Linked DNA regions of Zea mays: region 1 is linked to region 2. A link is a contact called in public Hi-C data. All regions are on one chromosome and are shown on one strand. Each heading gives the region's core, a stretch centred on a gene start, on an enhancer-like site or on the middle of the called end of the contact. The rest is flanking DNA. Distances are from core to core; before and after follow the strand shown.

Evidence for each region. Hi-C and Micro-C count contacts between places; a contact is called where the count stands out from the background.
Region 1: a contact with region 2 is called in a Hi-C map of ear, with 1.5 times the contacts expected there. The contact joins the promoter of LOC100194382 here to the enhancer-like site in region 2. A contact is called at or near these places in 2 of 25 Hi-C or Micro-C datasets (ear and leaf).

The regions. Positions count from the first base shown.
Region 1 is chr7:1,617,893-1,624,590 of Zm-B73-REFERENCE-NAM-5.0, reverse strand. It overlaps LOC100194382, which reads right to left and starts at 4,071. Exons shown (of 7, transcript NM_001139415.1): 1 at 3,802-4,071; 2 at 3,335-3,412; 3 at 2,549-3,052; 4 at 2,237-2,458; 5 at 1,840-2,001; 6 at 1,292-1,651; 7 at 746-1,186. The coding sequence starts at 3,930. The coding sequence ends at 878.
Region 2 is chr7:1,552,221-1,558,903 of Zm-B73-REFERENCE-NAM-5.0, reverse strand. No RefSeq gene overlaps it. Among protein-coding and RNA genes, the nearest start is that of LOC100194382, 65 kb to the left of the region's middle. Within about 2 kb of position 4,448, at least 10 of the 20 cell types and tissues checked have an H3K27ac peak or open chromatin away from gene starts, as enhancers often do. A contact at or near this core is called in ear and leaf, where this site is marked.

The DNA.
Region 1 (6,698 bases), core at 2,822-5,321, 66 kb before region 2:
GACTTTAATCCAAAGCGAACAGCCTTGATATTGCGGCAGATGACCAATGTTAAGTACGTCGGCCACGAGAGAACCCGCTTTCCCGCAGTTTCTCTGTCCCAAGAAACTGTCCCATCCAACGCAACATTTCTATCCATAGAACTAAATAAAAATCCTACCAATATAATCCATATCTCCTTGTTCTCTTCACATGCATGTTTATCTATATTTCCAATCCTCTCCTCTCAAGCATGGTTGGGCACGGCAGGCCATCATGGGCAGCTGGTGTCACACAGACACAGTTGGCCACGGGTGCGACACGGCCAGGTGATGCTCGAGGATAAGGTTGTAAAACAAGACAACAATAAGTTTCTTTTTTATATAATATATGGTTTAAAGCCCCGTTCTATATTTATCGGGATGTCACATTCGTTAAGGATTGATCACCATACAGTATTGGAGGCCTGTCTAAATCAGTAACCCGCTATTTCAAGAGTATATTGTTTATCTTGTTAATCTACATTCTTCATCTACTCACCACGTTAAATGCTAATCTGAACCGGAGTATTTTAATTTCTTGTATGCAAACATTGGAAATGCTCTTGTTCCTTTTCATTATATTCACATATAACTTTAATCTGAGCAATCTCATTGTGTTATTCGGAATTAGAATATTTAATTTATTTAAATATATTGGAAGCATGTGACTTATTTCTCTAAAATCACGACAGAATCCTGCTAGTCTACCAAGGTCATGCATGCAATGGCGCCCACCAAATCCAGCAACAAGATTGGCATCAATTAATCACTGACCCTAATCCTGAAAAAAAAATGTATGTGCTTTTTACATGAGTCCAATCTTTCTATGCTGCATCAAAGAACCAGCCAGTTGAGCACACTAGTGGTTGTGTCCCCACCAATAAAATGCAGCCGGATCACCCTCCAGAGCTGCTACAAGAGTATCAAGCTCCTCCATGCTATATCGAAAGAAGACGGTTTTTCTGTCCATTCCGCATGAACAGAGAAGGTTTGTATGGTTTAAGCAAGCAAAGCGGTTAGGTCTGCACTGGCAACTCACAGCAGACAAGTGCAGATCATAGAAGCATGAAAAGCACTCCCGATCAGTGGAATCGTAGTCCTCGTCCATCCTCTTACTTTCCAAATGAGCATTCACCTCCCATGCTGCACCCTCCATTTTAACTCTTGTCTGAAATAGTGAAATAAATAGCACAACATATAAAATATGAGTGTGTTATAAGTAATTCATTAAGAGACAGATAGTAAGTTCCAGTGTTCGTGATCGAATTACTACCTTAATTGCACTTGTCAGGACTCCATCCTTTCCACAGGTGTTCATCCATCTATATTCTACCTTACCACCTCTGTGATTCATCCAAAGTTGTCTGGCAGCTTCTTTTGCAGCCTTGAGTAATAGCTTGTCATGTGATATCGATGTCTTGCGACGCTGCTCTCTATAGAGCTCAACAGCACACTGTCCATGAGGCAGCCAATCCACAGGAGAGACATTTACGGCCTCCGCACAGTTGAAGCCGCAGTTGAATCCACAATGGTATGCTCGCGGTAGTGTCAGAACAAACTCACCCGACTTCTGAACAGCACGGTAAACAGAAAGTCCTTCTGATTTCAGAACAGATGGAGATAACTGTGTAACCTGCTCCAAGAAAAAACCAGGATGAAAATGGATGAGATACATATGCTTTTTTTTATTCAATGCTTAATAGCTTTAGTGGCATTCAACTATGTTATGCCAGGCCAAAATAAAGCTGAACTTGGCAATAGGTAACTACTGCATATATAGCGAGATCAGTGGCCAGCCACATAACAAGAAAAAGTTGTTACCAGCTCATGAAGTAGATCAGGCTGTTCTTCAAACAGTTTGGGTAAGTTTTTTCTCATAGATTCTTCTAGCTTTACTGCTTCACCACTAGGGACACCATACCAAACTTTCGGTTCGCCAAAATGCATGTAATTTAGAGAATAAAGAAAATGGTCTTCAACATGCTGCAGCGAAGTAATATAGAACGGATAGATTAGAATGCGCTACATGAACAAAATTGACATAAAAAACTTAATTATGTACGTTTGTTCCAACCACCATATATCAATCTAATCTAAACCGAACACTGAACAGCCCCCGCATTTTTTTTTTCAAATTCAAACCCAATAGAATCTCTTTTGAGTAAGGGATCTACATTTTATGAGAGAAATGTGGAAACAGATTAGCTAAGAACCTTACCCAGCAAAATGAAGAGAAGCACATTCCTACATAAAGCCATGGAACTACAACACCAGGTATATCCTCATCTTCAAATGAGGTAACAGAGCCTGGCAACCGTGGCAGAATATTCAAGTTCCAACAAGACACACCATATGGATCTTGCTTATTTCCATCCAAAGAAGATAATGTAGCAAAACCACTACCAAACGTTGCAGTGTCCAAATCAGCACCATAATCCACCTAGGCACAGGAAGTTTGACATATATAAGCAATATAACTTGATACAATACGTAAGGACATAATCTGCATGCTTATACTCAACAGACATACCTCAACTTCATCAGTAGAGCCTACAACTATCCGCCAATATTCGCCCTCAATTTCCTCCACTGACGGCTCCCATATTTTTATGCGGTTTCTAATGCTAGAAATGGAAATTTCATCACTCCCTTTCATTCCAAAATATTCCTGCTTGAACCCATTAGCATATTCCTGAAACTCCGCTAGCGTGAAATCAGACCCAGATTGAAAGCCAAACTTCTCTTCGGAGCCCACGCTCGAACCGGGACGCCTGCGTGTCATACCAAACCTCAGCCTCTTTCTCCTCTTTCTTTTCCTCTGAACTTGAGACTGTGTTGTTTTCTTTGTGGGCTCCCTGTTCTGAAGCTTGTCAACTTGTTGAACTCGAGTATTGAACTCGGCAGTTTCCCAGAAACTCTTCTCCTTCAGAGGACATGGAGGTCTCCAAGAAGATGGTGGGATGATACGGCAAATTCCATATCTTTCTGCTTGCGGCCGAATGCTAGCAATGTACCCGATTGGATCCTTAAATTCCTGTTAGAAAAAAGAATATATATAATCCAAATGAAACTATAATGTTACTTCATGTACTACTGCTAGAAAATTAACAAGATCATAATAGCTCTTGCAAGAAACATCAAGTTATCTAGTTTTTGCGTGTCCAACTTAGTTAACCTTCTGATAGTTTTTTTTTACATACTGGTGAACAAACTTTAAAAGTTGTGATTACACGAATCCTAAAACATCAATGGAAAGAATGAGGGGATACTATCTTATCAGGCATAACTTATTGCAAAACTTTGCACAGAGACAAACCTCTTCTGTCGGAGCGAAAACGGGAGCATCATCGATTTCAGGTCTCTGTGATTCATCTGGACGCCACTTTCCACATGTCTAGCCACAAAAGATGAAGGGAAATAGATAGGTTAGAAACATGGTACTGGCAGATATTTGGAATTAGAAACAACGGATCTAAACTTCCATCACGTAAATGCATGCACGAGAGGGTACTGGCAGCAAACAGCACATGCAGCTAACATATGGAGTTATTTGTATCTCCTCAATGCAACCAGCGCAGCATAATATACTGCCCAGATCATATAATAGCATAATGGCATGAAAAAATTGCATCCTGATTGGAAGATACGCGCGCGGTCGCCCATGAGGCCATGTAACGAACACTTGTTGAGCACAGAGAGAAACAGAGCACGAATTAACAATGCATAGGTACAGACTATAGCAGATGGATCTACGTGCGTATCTGGCAGGTGACTGAGCCGTACCTGCGAGGCCACGGCCACGGTCACGGCGCTGGGCCCCGGCGAGGCCACCGGGCCGCGGCGCATGCGCTTCTTCTTCTTCATCTCGCCGTGCCGCGCAGGGCCGGCGGCCTCGGCGGACGAGGAAAGCATGGGCACGATTTGGTGACGGGAAACAAGGGGAACCTCGTGCTTGGTTTCGCGGGAGGGATCGGATCAGAGGTAATAAGTAACGACGATGCACGTCGATCGCATGCACTCGACTTCGACTTCGACTTGGGTGTCGGAAGGCGGTGCCACAAAATTAAAATTAAGGCCCGGGGGTGACAATATATAGAGTTTGTGGTGTAGGGAGATCCCAGATTCATCCAACACCAAAGACTGCCGATATTGACCGACAATTTGATATGGTACGGACTTTTTACATATTAACTCCGTTCACAAATATATTATACTATTGACCTTTTTTCGAAAACATATTTATTCAAAAATATAAAATTAAAGTCAAGCACAAACTACTTAATAAAACAAATCACAAAAAAATAAATGGTAATTTATTATTCTTTGAATAAGACGAGTGGTCAAAACAATTTAAAAAAGTTAACGTGTCGTATATTTATGAACGGAGAGAGTATATAGTTAAATCTTATTTAAATGTAATATTCAATCAAATATGTTCCAACTCTTTACAATAATACTAACGATATCTACAATAATACTAACGATAAAGATAAGTTGACATTTTATAAAAGAAGAACTGCTTCTAAGTGTTTATGTGGTAATTCAGTTAAACAAGAGACTAACTTTTTTTTATTTTGTGGAAGTTAAATGAATAAAAGAATTTGAATAACTTGAGAGTGTAGATCAAATAACAAATCAAAGATAGATTGCGCCCTTTAAGCCTCATGTTAATGTATTTTAAATTCCCGTGATCCTTGTCGTGAGTAGTTGTAAGTTGTAACACTCCTGAATACTACTAAATTATATAGATAAACAACTGAAAGAAAAGAAAATTCGACAACATCTCCTTTGTAAACAGTCATCACAAAAGCAACTATACATATGTTTTAAACAAAGAAGTTATCACACTAGTATTCACATAACTCCCAAAAAAAGAGCAACAAAAACTAAATTGACCGTGACATTCACACCATTGATTGAGCGTATCCTCATCAAAATTGATTAACCAAATTGAATTAAAACTATAAAGAAGAAATATTCCTGAATGAAGTGTGAAAGTGCTGCTACTTTCTCCACCCACAAAGCAAGCATCCAACACTTGTAATGTAAAGAGCAATAAAACAGTGGACGTCAATGTTGGTTACTTGATCTCAATCCCCTGAAGGCATTGAGAATCAAGGCAACATAAGTATAAATGGGGACCTTGGTTCTAAGTTTGACACTTCTTTTAGAGTGTTAATGCGAAGGACGGAGATCTTCATATCTGAATGTAAATGAAAATGATATGTAATGGAATAACATAGTGCAATGATGTATGAGAACTTATCTCCTTTGCCTTAACATTTTCATTATGTCTCCCATTACAATAGATAAATTTACAAGCATACCTTTGGCTCCTGTACAGAGGAAGGCATGAAGGTTCTTCAAAGGCTAAGCGACATGAAGCTATGGCCCTTGAGAAATGTACTTTATACAGGATATTGTTCATCTATTTATAGAAGAGATGAATCGCATTTGTACAGATTTACAATAATGCACATCAAGGTTCTACATAAGCTGTTTACAAATGATATCAGGACAATAACATATTTTCTTTGTCTTTGGCTTTGCAGGTCTCAGCCTTTGTTGTTCGGTAACCTCCTCTCTGGCTCGTGCCCGAAGTTATTGTCTTTGGCCGCCATCTTTGCTACTTGCGCACAGACGAAGCATCTTTGTATATTGTTTTAGTCGAAGGTTAGCTTCGTCCGCCAGTAGAAATGTTCCTGAAATACATTTATTCATGCCAAAGCAACATGTTAGACAAGTGATCGTTTCTTCGTAAAGGAGTGATCTTCAGCATAAGAGGCCCCCAACAGAAACATTTCAACAAGTGAACTGTTTTGACAAACTATTTAAATCACAAATTTAATTAATAATGATTTAATACCGACATACAGAATAATATAGATAAACTTCATTTCAACCTCATTATAAGTCAAGGCTTCTGTCGGAGAGAAAATTCTCCGGCCGGGTGGCTGAACGCACCCGCCCTAAATCCTAAGATAAGGAGGGGCCTAAGCGTTTTGCCTGCTAGATGGAATCGGGAAGAACACAAGAACACACAAGGGTTTAGAGTGGTTCAGGCCGTCGGAGCGTAATACCCTACTCCACTGTGTGATGTATTGAGCTTGAGGGCTTGTATGAACTTGTGACCCTGAGAGTCTAAGTGAGTGTGTGTGCTTCGAGCTTGTGTTGTAACGTAGTGTGCCTTCCCTTTTATAGCTCAAGGGAGGCACATACAAGGATACTGAGCCCCGACATGTGGGCCCAGGGGCAAAATGGAAGGAAGTAACTAATGCTTATAATGCTTGGGCGATCTTCGAGCGCCATAATGTTCGTAGTGCATATAGTATTGATATGTCGCGGCTGCTTCCTCGGTAACGCGCGAGTGATGATGAGCATAGCGTACGCCGCATGAAAGGGAATTAGGCTTACACCTATTTTCCTAAATGATTTTGGTGGTTGAATTGCCCAACACAAATAATTGGACTAACTAGTTTGCTCTAGTCTATAAGTTATACAGGTGCCAAAGGTTCACACTAAGCCAATAAAAAGAACAAGAAAAGGGGTTCAACAAAGAGAGCAAAGGGATAACCGAAGGCTGCCCTAGTCTGGCGCACCGGACTGTCCGGTGCACCAGGAGACTTCAAGCCAAACTCTTCACTTTCGGGAATTCTCAGGGGCGCTTCGCTATAATTCAC
Region 2 (6,683 bases), core at 3,199-5,698:
GGTTGAGCCGTGAGCTATGGTGGACGGGAAGTCCAGTAGCTGTTTTTGAAAATGAAAACCAGTGGGAACTGCTGAGATACCTGGATGGTTTAGTCCAGGGGATTTTGTTATACTACTGAAAAACTTCCTGCTCCTTTTGGAGAGGATGCGCTTTGCAAAATACAAAATGTTTTTCAAAAACAACCCTGCATAAAATATTGTTGTTTCTGCAAATATCCTGAGCTCCACATATTCCATGCATTATATCTGATTTCCCCATTCCACGGGTGAAGGTGGGCTGCTGAGTACGTTTGTACTCACCCTTGCTTATTTGTTGTTTTTTCAGAAAAAGGAGATCGGGTAAGAGTTACGACTGTTCCCAACCTTGACTGTGGCTGTTGGACCGCTGAATTGCTTCACTGCGTATATCGGGCTGCTTCAGCCCCACTCTGATGATATGTCTCGAGTTGTGGACCAACTCTTAAAGTTGTTCGCCACCTTTGTAGGTTTGTCTCGTTTAAGCAGATTTGGTATCATCTGATGTATAAATGTGTTTACTAGCCTCCTGGGACTAGTAATTGTATCACATTTGAGTCCCAGAGGATTGGGGACGCTTCATGGGCCCAGGGGCAAAATGGAAGGAAGTAACTAATGCCTGTAACGCCTTGGCGATCTCCGAGCGCCATAATGTCCGTAGTGCATATAGTATTGATATGTCGCGGCTGCTTCCTCGGTAACGCGTGAGTGATGATGAGCATAGCGTACGCCGCAGCACGGGCGTACTGTCTGCCAATGGAATGGACAGGCACACCGCCTGCGGGATGGCCTGGTTGCCGCCTGCCAGCGGAGTGGACAGGGCATATTAAATGCTGAGACGACACATCACCTGCCAGTGGAGTGGACATGGCTCATTAAATGCCGAGGCAGCACATCACCTGCCAGTGGAATGGACAGGCGGCACGCCTTATCCGCAATAAATGCAGAGGCTGTGCGGCCCAGAGGACTTACGTTAGGCTCCGCCCGCTGGCTTACGTCACGGGTAGTTGGCCACGTGGCAGCATCGAGTCTCCGCCTGAGCGGGGAGCAGAAGCGTACACAACATGGTCCGGACACGTGTCGGCTCCGGACCCCCGCCTGGCCTTAATTAAGGCATGGGTATCCTTTGTCCCAGAATCCCGGGACCCTGATGTGAGTGCCTGGACCCCACATTGAGGGGTCTGGAAACCGTCCCAGGGGTCCGGTTTGCACCCGTGGAGGTCCTGGACCTTACCCGGAGGTCCGGCCTATATATACAGGGGTTCGGCACCCTCCCATGGGGGTTCGAACTCACTGATGATGCCTTGGAGTATATTACCTCTCCGGCCACGTGGCGCCCCCGGAGCCGTCCACGTGGTGGGGTTGGGTGCTGTTTACCACGCGACTAGAGATAGCCGCGTGGGCACCGCGTCTTCATACTGTAGTAAGGGGTACCCCTGTTTTAGGGTACCGATAGCTTCATAATACCAAATATACTTCAACTCGCTTATAAGACAAAGCTTCATAATGTCAAATCTACACCGTGAATGCTTCATGAATGCATAATAAATGCAAGGCAATTGCGTTCTGCATACATACCCAACACGGTATGGACCTGCATTCGAGGATGTTGTGCATGTACGAGTTGGACCATAAGTCACAACTTCACTTCAAATGTATGATGCAATGTATATGATATACTGCAATAATCAATATATTCTAACTTGAAATATTGATAGAATAACATGCATCTAATTATCATATGGATAAAAATAACATCTCAAATGTTGCACACAACCACTACAAATCCATGTTTCATTTAAACAAAATAAACTTATCATGCATAATAAGTAAACCAACAATAATAAATCATTATTAATGTTTCATATCTAACATTATCCTAAAAATCAAGTAGAGCACTAGAAAGACTACCCAATAATAAATAACCTAGGTGTAAACAAGGCACAGTGAAAACAAATATAGCTATAACCTATTAGGTCACATCAAGTTAACCTAACTATATAATACAAAAATGAGAACATAATAGTAAATATTATATATGCCAAACAATGTGATCAAGGACACAACTTGCCTTCCTTATTAAACTCATGTTGCTCATTTGCTTGTGTAGGTTGGTCCTTAAAATCCTCGTGACCTTGTTCTCCTGCTCTCAGTAATACAAACAAATAGACAAAAAATAACATTGTACCAAACAAAAACAACTGTGTAAAGCAAGTCTACGCGTTGAGACAAATTCATGCGCTCAAGAATCACTAAAATCAGAGTTAAAATATGAAAGTTATGAAAGAAGTAAGTTTTAGGACTAATTTGTATTAGAATTTGAGATCTAGAGACTCTTTCATAATTAATATTATAAACACATGGGCTTTGTTTTGAAACTAAGTAACTAGGACGACGGGTTAGGTTTTTTAGAAAGCCTAGGGTCTGTTCAGAAAATTACAGGACCCAAATCTTATACTTTTTTAACTTGAGTGGATTGTGGGTTAATTATATAAAAACTCATAGGCTTCTATAGAAAATGTGTTTCGATGCGTAACTCGGGCGATCCTGAGCCGTTTGATCACAAATTAATGGCCCACATCCAATCTTCTGAACCGGTAGATCTAATCTCAACCTTTCAACTACAGATCTACGACAATGTTTTAATCAACCGAAAGGTTATCAACTAATCTAATCTGGTCCATATGTTCTTGTTCTAATGGCCAGTAACTCTTCTCCTTCCTCTCGACAACCGAGCACAACGACACAGGGACCTCTGCGTCGGCGCCATCGCCGGAGTATGCCAATCCGACGCTCTGGTGCTCTGTTCTCCTTCCCATTAGGGGCTACTCAAAACAAATGGCAAGGCAGAAAGATGGGGAGGATCTCACTAGCATTTAGAGCCGTGAAGTAGTCTATCCACGACGCAGTAAGGTCCTACGGCGACGCTCGATCAACTGCGATGAATTCTCGGCCCTACAGTTGGTCACACACCCGCCCAAGCTTGCATACCACTTCTACCCACTCTCGGGAACCTTCAAAGCAACTCTCTTGGGTCTGGACATTGACGTGGGCTCGAAATGGTTGTGAAAGTCGCCTAGAGGAGGTTGAATAGGCTAAACCTGTAAATTATAAACTTTAAACATGAACTTTACCCGGAGTTAGGATTAGAAACAAATTATAATGAATGCGGAGTGCGGAAGAGAGTTCTTGCAATGAGTTGCTCAATCAATGCAGATGACTTTGGGAGCTAACTCAAAAGATTGTGAGCAAGAGAACTTAGAGAGAGGGAGAGAGAGAATCAAATCGTAGAGTAATGATCAACACAAATGAATACGACGATTTGTTTTCTGAGTTTCGGTTCCAATGAACCTACTCCCCGTTGAGGAGGCCACGAAGGCCGAGTCTTTTTCAACCCTTTCCCTCTCTCAATCGATCACTTAGATAGATTGAGTGCTTCTTCTTAATCTCAAGGATCACAAAGACCCCGCAAGGATCACCACACTCTTAGGTGTCTCTTGCTAGCTTTACAAGTCACTTAGAGAGTTTAGAAGGAGATGAAGAAAGCATGATTAAAAAGCCAAGCAACAAGAGCAACAAATGAAACACGAATCATACTCTCTCAAGTCACTAATCACTATTGATCGCTTGTCTTAATTGTGGCACTCGAGGAGATTGCAAGTTTTGAATGTGTCTTGGAATTGATTCTTTGCACTTGTATTGAATGTGTGAGAGTGGAAGGCTTGGATGTGCTGAATGGAGGTGATTAGGGGGTATTTATATATAGGCCCCAACCCCATTTCTAGCTGTTGGACAGAAAGCAGCAGCTTTCTGTCGACGGGCGCACCGGACAGTCTGGTGCCCACCGGACAGGGCATCATTCATTCATTCATTGTCCGTTGCCTGCCACGTCAATCGATCGTTGGGGTCTATAACAGTCGACCGTTGGATCCGACCATTACCCAGACTGTCCGATGCACATAAAGCAGTAAGAAGACTGTTCATAAGCAAATAAGAAGATGTTTAGTTCGTGTTATATCGGATATTTGAATGACTATCACGAGTATTAAATGTAGTTTAATTGTAAACTAATTAAATAGCTGAAAACTAAACGTTAGAAATAAATTTATTAAGCCTAATTAATACATGATTAACGATATCGTATCATATGTACTAATTAGGTTTAATAAGTTTATCTTATCATTTAGTCTATATAATTAGTTTTTTATAATTAAACTATATTTAATTTGTTAATTAATATCCAACATATTGGGTATGGTATGCACTAAAATCTAGTGCGGAGCCGTAATGTCGATAAGGTATTCTGAACTGCAAACGTAGATCAGGGACTTTCTTATCTATCGTCTCTTCGCTCGATGACATCATGACAGACACACGCATGACGCAGCGCTGGATGACGCACGCAGGTCACAAAAGGGCTATGGTTGCGTGTGCTCAGTCTCAGTCACATCGTGTGACTGAACGACTGGACTTCAACAGTGATTGATGGACTGTTTGGCTGGTACAACATGGGCAGCAGTAGTTGATGCAGACAACTGATAGCTCCTCTAGTCTCCTCTGTACTACATACATACAACTCTTGACCTTCTGGCTAAAAATCCCGTTTGTTCTTTGTTCTTTCTTGGCTAGCAAGAGGAAGAGGTAGCTGCACGGTGCACGCAGCCCAGTTCATCTGCCTTCGTGCGTTTGCTGCGAGGAGCTGCATCAGTAGGCAAGGCATGCCTCGAGAGCTGGTTAAAGGCCGCTAGGTGCGCGTACGTGCGAGCGGCCGTGTGCCGGCGAGTCAGCTGCATGCACGACGGACGGAGTGCCCTGCAACTGCGAGTCATCGTGCGAGAAGGCTGGGGGTGCAGTCGTCTTTGCTGCTGCTATTCATCTTCTTCCTCCTACCACTGTTCTTGAGCGTTTGAGAGTTCCAACACTCAGTGATTCCCAAGAATTAACAAGACTACTATTCCCATTGCATGCAACTGTGAACCATAAACCTAATAAGGGCTTACAAAAGCAAAATATTTCATCTAGCTTCTCACGCATACCGTGGCATATACATGGATCTCAAAGACGACACAACATGCATGCATACCCAATTCTAGCTTGTTCAGTACTGTTAAAGTATACTCAGTGGTAATGAGACTGAGAGAGACAAATGACAGCGATAAGTCTTTATTGCAGGGGAACATTGGATTATATACAGACTGCAGGGGTACTCCCCAAGGGGTGCGACTCTTGGGTAGTAACCCATCGGATGGGTTTGATCACATGTGAATGTTTCGCAACACTCCCCTTGATCAACCCAAATCCCTTTGATCACATGCAAGTCGTCTTCCAATGTATCATCTCCTCAAAACCCTGTGGAAAAAAATAAGGAGTACACAATGTCTTTTGGATAATGAGAATAATCTTATTTGAATTCCAAAAGAAAATATGCTTGTAATCATCATTCATAAAAACCTCTGTGGGGAAAAATCAATGATGAAGCATATAGCTTAGTTGATATTACCTCATTAAAAACTTTGGATGAGAAAACCTTAATAAGGCAAAACTCATACAAAGAAAATAATATAATATGATGGTACAAAACAGGTCGAATATCACGGAGAATTACTCCCCCTGATCTTGCAAGCACTTAAGTCTTCTCATACCAATCACCTCAACACATTTCTGAAAACGTTGAGTATGGTAGAGATTTTGTGAATAGATCAGCAAGATTATCACAAGACTTTGTTTGCAAGATGTTTATATCTCCATTTTCCTGACGTTCATGGGGATAAAACAATTTAGGAGCAATATGTTGCTCCTCATATAACCTGTTTTCATCTGAACAACACAAGCTCAATTATCCTTATAGATAATTGTCGGTGGTTCAATTGAACCATGGTACGATATTGTTCTCCAATGGACCTCTAGCCCAAAGAACAATAATATGTCTATAATCATCATCTCAAAAACCCCAGTGGGGAAAATAAATGATGAGACATATAACTCAGGCTAATATTTCTCCAAGATAATCGTGTCAGAAAATCTGGGAAATCAACATATGAGCTGAGTCTCCTTAAAAACCCAATGGGAAAAATAAGGAGAATAGTCACGATCTATTGTTGATCATTTAAACTCTTATGAGATAAACTCATATCCTAGTTCAAATACAACAATAGCTATGTCATAATGTATCATCCTCAAAAAACCTCTATGGGAAAAATAGATGATACGACATAGGCCTTGTGTTGATGTTGTCTCGTTAAAAACTTTGAATGAGAAACCCAAACAGGGGGAAAACTCATGCAAAGAAAAGAGTACAACATGATGTACATACAAGTTCTTCCGATCAAAAGGGAAACTCCCCATGATCTTTACAAAACACTAAGTCATCCCATACATACTCACAAACACATTTAAAATGTGGAGTAAGGTAGAGACTTAGTTGGTAACTTGTTTTTCATCTAAACAATACAAAGTAATATTATCTTCATAGATAATAAGGTCACTGATATAAAATCATGACCACCACATACACTCTGTATGTAGTATATCATTCTGTACAATCCCACAAAGTGTACTATAGAATGATTAGTGTAAGTGATCATTAATCTCTGTTGATCAACATTTATCAAACAGTAGGTCCAACTTACCAGAAGTATGTCATTGATCTTGTAACTGGGGATCTTCTA